2 separate regions of the Gossypium arboreum genome follow, and region 1 is linked to region 2. A link is a contact called in public Hi-C data. All regions are on one chromosome and are shown on one strand. Each heading gives the region's core, a stretch centred on a gene start, on an enhancer-like site or on the middle of the called end of the contact. The rest is flanking DNA. Distances are from core to core; before and after follow the strand shown.

Region 1 (4,419 bases), core at 1,547-4,046, 410 kb before region 2:
CCAATGTTGCAAACAATCTGCACAAAGCCATTTCCTCCAATTAGGCAAAAGCATCCATCCTTTTACTTATAACAAAGAATTTAACTTCGAGGAAAAATTGTTTTAAAGAATAAATATACCTTGCATCACTATACAGATTACTATCTGAGAGTGCACTAATTAATGTAGACTTCCCCTGTTAATTGAGAAAAAGGGTAAATGTTGAGCATGAGAAAATAGAGGGAAAAAACACAAGATATCTCTAACTTGTTAGTCTGGTTGAAACAAAATGCAGTTTTGGTCAGAATTTGGCCACCTACAGCATTTGTGTATCCTACAACAGCAACAGTAGCTAAACCTCGGCCATCAAGTCCACCTCGTTTCTTACGAGCTGCACGTTGCACAGCTCGGGTACGGCGAACCTCTTCAATCTGGGATAACAAATGATTCCGCCGCTCCAAGATTCTGAGAAGTTCGAGTCAGCGAACATATAAACACACACTAAGTTAATAAGGATTATGATAACAGAGCACAGTAAAAAGTAGCTAGTTATAAAAGAGCAACATACAGAGACTGAAAACAGGCATGCCACAATCCAAATAGCCAGATCCAAATTGAGATGAGAGGACAAAGGATGAATAAAATAGTCAATATGGATAGCTAGAAACCTCTAATAAAAGAGCACACACTTCATAGTTATCACCATCTTAGAAAGGAAGGGATATAATCAACAAGGCAATGCTAAAGCAGAATATCCTAAGCTGCCATTAAATAAAGAAGTGTAGACATTCTTGAATGTATTCAGTTATTATGGAGGGGATGGGGCATCTCCAGATAATAATAGAACAGACATTGCCCATTAAAAAAGAAATTTCAAAAATCAAGAACAACTATAGCATGCATATAAAAATTCGCATGGAATCCAGGTCATCATGACATTTATCAGTACATACGCATCTGAGACAGCTTCACACACACACACACACACACACATATATATGTAGCATAAAGAACAAACCTTCGGCGTTGAAGCTGCAGTTCAGTTTCTCCAGCACCACTGATGAAACCACGACCCCCACTTCCTCTCCTGCAACCAATACATAGGCATAATCAAAACTATTTCTAAGAATAGACAATTATTAGTGACAAGCATTTATGTACATGACAAATGAATACGTTGAGGGGAGAGAGAGAAATCAAAACTGTTTGAACTTTGAACTATGGAAACATTTCAATCTTCAAAAGAGAATATTGGAAAAAAGAAAAAAACATTTACCCATTACCCCACCCTATAAAGTTAATTTCAACTTAGTCTCAGGTCATAGTGTTTTTCCTATTTGGTTAAAAGAAAAAAAAGGAAGGATTTATAATCTAAGGCAGCTAGAATAATGGTCCAAATCATCTTGGGAATCTTCAAGCTTTATAATCTAGTCCTATTTTGTTCTACAGGGAACTCGGGCCTCACCCTCGTGCACTAACAACTTCAACTTCTCCACTAGCCCCAAACGTATTGCGGCCGTCCAGCCTGCGTACACGGACAAGTCTACTCTTCTTGTACATAAGAGCTGCTAACTCAGCCTGCATAATAGCAAGTGAAACAAGTCTTAGTGAAAACAGTGGAATACAAAATGCGATGCCATGCCAAGTAAAGCCAGGAATTGCACCTGTAACTTGGCTTCCTTAGTGTGTGCATGAGCATTGAATATTTCTATTATAAGGCCAACACGATCTAAGACAGGTTTTCCCAAAATTCGCTGCCAAAGAAAATAGCAAATATATTAGCAAAACACATTACAGTACAGCTTGAGTTTCCATTGCCACCAAAAGAATGAGAGAAATTAGACAGCCAGTACTTACCTCTAAATTACGTTGCTGTACTCCAGACAGGATGATATTGACAAAAACAGCATCAACTCCATCCTAGTAAAACCATATGGTGATAGATAAGGTTTCCACGGTTGCATTAAAATCATAAGGTCGTTACGAAGAACATAAGAAGAAGCTGTCTTGCCTTGGATTCCAGAGCATTCAAATGGCATTTGATGTTTTCTACAGTTCCAGGTCCAAAATACGTGTCTAGAAATAAAAAATAAAAATAAAAACCAAGAACAAAACGTTAAAGAAAGAAGTGACTAGAAACATGATTAAACAAGAGAGTCGAGATACCAGCGCGGATTTTGGCAGATTTAAGAGAAGGGTTTTGGACAACAACATGAGGAGGCAACTCCTTATCGAAGAAATCAGAATGAAAGTAGCCATCACGTTGTTCCTCAAGGGAGTTAGCTAAACAAAGAGCCTCGTTGAGCTTGGCCTGCAAGAAAGTAGCGGGACGAAGACGAGGCTGGACAACAAAAAGGCGAGGTGGGTCAGATGGGTACCTGCTGAAAACTGAACCGGCGGCGCTTTGATTGTCTTCGGAGCCTTTGTTGAAAGTTGAGTATGATGATGAAAGAATGGAAAATGGAGAAGAAGGAGCAAATTGAGATCGGGACCTGAGGGAGGACCGTGACCAAGTGAGAATTCTTAGCATTTCTCTGAAAATTTTGCAGTTTCTAATGAAATAGAAAATGGCCCTGGAGTGGGACTGTGGGAGGAACGTTCTTCTTTCGCTTCTCTAGTACTTGATCGAGGGGAGGGGTTGACGGTCGGTCATGTTTTAGCCCTTCAGCTTATAAAATTAAAACCCTCGGAGCCCATCTCCTACTTTTACTACGACTACATCCCTGTCCAACTCATTCACCATTTTGAGGATCCAAAATTTGCTTTTTCGGCCTTGTATTTTAGCAAGTAGCCCCATTTACTCAATATCATTTTTAAAAAACCTTTCTCTATTCAAATTAAAATTTTCATATTCATTGTTAAGTAAAATTTATCCTGTAAATTTAATTTAGGTAATGTGTCTTAAATATAACATTCTTTTTTTTTTTTTCAGAACGTAGTTTTATATAGCTTATTGCATGTTTATGAATGACGGCTTTCTTCCAGCTTCCATTGTGTTTTGTCCAAGTGATATTTCTTCACTCAGTGTTTTGATTGTTGAAATCTATTTACTCAACAATGATGAATCTTTTCTTTTATTATTTCTCACAGTGTAATACAACAAATATAAAGTACATTGGTTTTTGCCACAACTTTTTTCAAAAATGAATGAACAGTTCGCACAGTTGAACAATGTCCTAGGATGCACTCATCATTTATCAGTCATTCCTCTAAACCTTGGGTGCTAAAAGATGACGCTACCATGATGGGGTAGATCAATCAACGGGCGGAGTTCGATATACTGCTGGAACAGTGGCAAGAAAGAACATTTGTCTCACTCCTCCTGCTTTGATTATGGGGAAAATAATACCTGATGCACTCTGCATGAATGAGGGAAAAAAATCATCGCAAGGTGGCGAAATCCAGTTCAACATACACAGCTTTCATACTTTTAGCTTTGATTTTAACTTGAGCTAACAAATATTAATGGAAACCTTTGTCCCATGGTATCTATTGAAAATTTGTGAGGAATGTCAAATAAATTGTACAGGTAGAATATCTATTTCATACAAGTAGAGAGCGGTCCCAAGGAAAACAAGAGGAAAGAGCAAAGTCTAAAAGAGGCATTAACTGTATAAAGAATGGAACAATACATACCGAAATTAACCTAGCTCCAATTAGCATGCGTCCAAGTGAAGGAAATGGTAAGAGTAGGCGACCAATTCCATAACTTCCAACAGCAAAGAAATGAAGTACTAGACTCAATGGGCAAGGGTTTAGACCAGAGAGTAAAGCCACTGGTCCTGTTGAGATATCACCCCCAAGGCTTAAATAGTCGAAACAGGCTTCTTGCGATTCTGACCCTGCTTAATCAAGGGAAGCAGAAAACACCTTGTAAAGAGCACCGGCCAGCGTATTTATTGTAGAAGCCACGGGCTGCAGTACACAACCAAACAGAAAATTTTGAAAATAAGTAATAACATCTCTGATTCATTGTATATCTCTAAACTTGCAAAAATATTAAACCTTGGGGAGGCCTACTTATATTTTTGGGAGGGCCATAATATATCTACAAAGAGCTAAATTGCAAAAATTTTAAACTTGGGGGGTATGGCCCCCCTGGGCCTCTACTAGGCTTCGCCATTGGGCATAATGTCAGTGGTCAAACCTAGAATTGAAGAATTTTTTTCCTTTTATGTCAAGAACATTGCTAGACCATTCAGATTTTTGAAGATGATGCCAAAACCTAGTGCTGTTGGAACGAAACGAAACGAAATACACAATCCTAGCTAGTTAGTTAGAATCAAAGCATGTGAAGCCAACTATAGACATGGGGCACAAAGCAAATCAAATGGTGAAAGAGCTATTGTTACTACAATAGGATCGTAGAGTAAGGAGCCAACTAACCTTGCGTAACGTGTAAAATGATTCGAAATACTTAGCCAGGGAATCTGCATCATG
Region 2 (4,116 bases), core at 1,156-3,655:
GTGTGAAGAGAGAGTGTAAGAGCATCATATAATAAGATTTTTTTTTTTATTTCAAAATTATTGAGTGCTTAAAAAGATGATTTGAAGAGCTGACAAGTTTATAAAATAGAAGCGACTTGCAGGGTTTAAACCTATGTGACATGAGTGCAAGTTGGGTACAGAATACAAATGATAACATTCTCAAAAGTGTCTTATATGTGCTAGAATTTAGAATTTGAAACTTGCCACTAGATAATAAGCGGTTTCAAGAGTAACCTCATTGACAAGGAGTATGAGAATCGAGATTGTTGATTAAACTAAAATGGGCTCAGATTGTTGGTATGACCCTCCAATATTGGGTATTATTAGGACCCTTACTGGGTTTTGAAACTTGATTCCTATTTCATGCAAGGAAATGATTCAGAAAAGTCTCACATACTCTAATCCTGCTATTGTCAGTTATTAGAGTACAAATTTGTGGTCAGTTGAGAATAAGAACTGAAAAAGATGATGAAGGAAGGTAAAACCCTAAATTGAAATGAGGTAGAATGAAATTTTTAGAAGCAGCATGCTTCTCTCCTTCCCATAGGTGATTTGGGTCCTTATTTTAATTTATTTATTGTTTTTATCAGTTAGGTTTTTTCCAATCCCCTACAAGTTTGCATGTTCGTTTGTACCATTTTTTTGACATAGTAGTTAACTACTCAAAATGTCCGAATCCGGCCAAAAATAGTGCTTAGCATGTAGGAGAAACTGTCTTGAGATATAGGCCATTTATAAAGCTTTGATCATGTTTGTCTTTTTCTTAATATTCGTTTGCCACAAATAAGAAAGGGTCTTGAAAGAAGCAAATTAAGATGATGTTGGCACCGAGTAACTACAAAACAGGTGACCTCTTGCCGCCATACTGCGAAGGTAAAGATTTACTTACGGTTAGAATATTCTTTTACTTATTTGTGTCCCCCCTGCTGATGAAGTTTATCAAATACTTATCTAAACAAATGCATGCATCCAAATACACTCACGCAAAAGAAACAATGGCCATTCTTTGGCTCAACCTGGAACCCAAAAAAAAAGGGTCATCTCCCCTTAAATTAATCCAAGTTGCACTAAGTGTTGAGTGTGCATCCAATATGAATATGTGCATGATGCAAATAAGCAACTAAAGTCAACCGGTAATACATGTAAGAGAAAATTTCAAAAAGAAAAAAACGAACAAAAGACGGTTTGCATTTATACCAGTTAGTACTGTTCCGCTGGCAACATTCAATGAAATGTAGCAAATTTGCAGTCGACGTATGGCATGGATTAAAATGCTTCTTTCTGGTTGCAGAAGTAAATGTGAGCCATTAAAGGCACTTCATTAGCACTAGAGTAGTAGAGTTGTAGGCCATAGCAGAAGCACCACGTTGAAGCTTACTATACAATTGTTGCAGATTAGGCATGAGCTAAACAACTATTACTCTTATTCGAGAATGAAAACTAAATTGAATCGACTCCATAGGCTTAAAATACTTGTAAATACAAAGATTTTATAAATTCCAAATATGTACAAGTAATGAAGCTAAAGATTAATTATTACAAATTCCAACATGCATTTTATTCATGAAAGCAACTTAACATAGAGCGAAGAAATGAACACATGGAGGCGTTGGTGAAAACTATAGGATGACATGACTTGGTGAAACAACTTGTGCTAGCACCAAGATCCAAACACCACCAAGAATGTGCAAGCACAGAGACAGACATATGGTGGCAACAACTGAAGACTTTGCACTAACATATCTCACTATCTCAAGACCACCTTCAACGACAGCTTCTTGAGCAACCTTGACACATTTTTTCATGTCTTGACATACCATCTCCAACAAAACTTCAAGGAATGCTCTAACTATTTCGAATGCAATCCTTCCACTCATATCAACAACAAATTTCTTATTTCTTGGCTCTGATAAAGTTGATGACACTTTTCTAACCCACCCATCATCATCATTATCATCATCATTGACATCATCAGGTGAGTCCTTTGAACTATTAGAATGTGTCAAAACTTGATGAGATATTTTGACAAGAGCCTCCATTGCACCATTAGAAGTAGTGATCAACAAGTTCCTCAGTTGTGTTGCATGGTTGGGGTTAGTCAACCCTGCAAAGAGCTCATCAAAAGTGTTGGCATCTTTAGTCTTTTCAAGATAAACGCCCACCATAGAGTTAACAAAAACTTGAATACAATCACCAATCAGCTCCCTAAACTCATCACCACACACCAAATTCAGCCAGCACGGAGTCAAATTTGAGTTCGAATCTCCTTTAGATTGCAGTTCTTTACATGCTGCCATAACCAGATTCCTAGCAAAGCTTTCAACATTAGCGGAAGCAAAACCAGCACCAGTTTCAGTAAAAAGCTTATCCATAACTTGATCCATTGAACGAGATTTGGCATTTAAGGTATCACCACTTCTTGCCTCCGATTGATAACCACGTAAAATTCCCACAGTCAGGCCTTGTGTAACCCTTGCTATGGACTGTGAAAATTCATTGGACTTGGTGATTTTCGAAACTTGTTTCAAAGTATTAGGAATTTGGTCTAATTTTGATAAGAGAAAACCATTCAAATCATTAGAAACAACTCTTATTATTTTAGCACAATCAGAGATGGCTTAAGTAATGGAAACCAAAGCTCCTAAAAGCTTTAAAACTCTGTTTCTCTTTTGAGCTATAGCAGGAAAGTGATAAACTCTATAGAAACCATAACTGGTTAAACCAAAAATCGCCATTAAAGCAACCCATTTCTTCTTCTTTTGGGAAAAATCCAAACCCTTTAAAGCCAATTACAGCTCCATAAGTTGCTAAGACAAAACTCTTCGAAAAAAGCCAAGAAAACTCACCTCAAACTCAAATGAAGTCTCCCTCTTCCTTCAAATGAAGTCTTCTAGCCCACATATATAAAAGAAAATAAGCAAAGTTTTTTTTTTTCAATCTAAGGTAAATGGTTATTACAAGTACAAAGAACATGAAAAGGAATAGATAAAAACAGAAACAAGATCAAACTTAAACTATATTGTAGAATGCAAAGACGTCAAAGCAGTTGCAGAATAATAGAGCAGTCTGTCGCAGGGATAATATTTGATTTGCATATAATATTTATTTATGCAAAAAAAAAAAAAAAAGAAAGAGAGGAATGATAAGCAAATTCAAGCATTCATTATTAGGTTTTTGAAGTTTTTAAGTTTCAACGACCACCAGAAAATTTACAACACGTTTGGTTGGCATGAATAGACAAACTATTCCTGGATGATTCGGTGATAAGCAGCTATTCATTAGTTTGGTTCACTGAATCCTCCATTCGACAGAATTTCATTCATCTCCCATTCCGCCTCTTCCCGTAATAGCCATTCCCCACCTGATTTAAAGAATAGCAATACAGAGCCTCCACCGAATAAGAAAAAAAACATAACCTCCCATTCTTACCCTTTACCACTCTCCCTCAGCAAACATCTTAAGCCACCACACCCCAACCCTGTCTCCTAGTTCTCGTTTAGTTATTCTCATCCCACGACCATCATCGACAGAAATCTCGACATTATAAAAAGCATCCCCAAAGTTGAGACGAGTAAGGTTATTATTCCCCTCAATCTCACCTCCATTGTGAGAATTTCATCTCTTTACTTCTCTGCTTGTATTTCATTAGAAAGGGGTTGTGAAAAAAATGAGTTTTCAAAAAAAAATTGGTCAACTGGTTGATCCGATTATTTTAGGGCAATTTAGGGTTAGAAAGCTAAGCTTGGTTTATTCGAATTGTTGGGCATTTCTGTTTATTGTAAGGGATTTCAGGTTGCTTGTCTCAATAGTAAGGGATTTCAATTTCAGGTTGGAATTTGTTGTTTGTGGTAAATGGGTTGAAGGGGCTTTGGATTTTGAGCTTTGAATCAGTTATAGAGTTTTTGAGCAAGAAAAAGAAAAAGAAAATAGAGGCGGGGGAGATGAGGAAATCGTTTTACTAGTAAATTTGCCATTACTTTACTTCTTCTTCTTTTTTTTCAATTTTGATTCTGAAATGTTGGGCTAGTTACAGTGTAAGCTGAACAAAGCATTTCAGTTGAAAAAATCTTTGAGGTTAAATTAAAGAGAAATTTG

The links. Hi-C and Micro-C count contacts between places; a contact is called where the count stands out from the background.
Region 1: a contact with region 2 is called in a Hi-C map of leaf, with 1.9 times the contacts expected there. The contact joins the promoter of LOC108470538 here to the promoter of LOC108451079 in region 2. A contact is called at or near these places in 2 of 5 Hi-C or Micro-C datasets (both in leaf).

The regions. Positions count from the first base shown.
Region 1 is chr11:42,659,398-42,663,816 of ASM2569848v2, reverse strand. It overlaps LOC108470538 (GTP-binding protein At3g49725, chloroplastic), which reads right to left and starts at 2,796. Exons shown (of 13, transcript XM_017771887.2): 1 at 2,146-2,796; 2 at 1,991-2,055; 3 at 1,837-1,899; 4 at 1,644-1,733; 5 at 1,445-1,557; 6 at 998-1,066; 7 at 300-444; 8 at 120-175; 9 at 1-17. The coding sequence starts at 2,509. It also overlaps the pseudogene LOC108471682.
Region 2 is chr11:42,248,387-42,252,502 of ASM2569848v2, reverse strand. LOC108451079 (protein PHLOEM PROTEIN 2-LIKE A10-like) reads right to left here and starts at 2,405. Exons shown (of 1, transcript XM_017748813.1): 1 at 1,641-2,405. The coding sequence starts at 2,405. The coding sequence ends at 1,641. It also overlaps the pseudogene LOC108451080.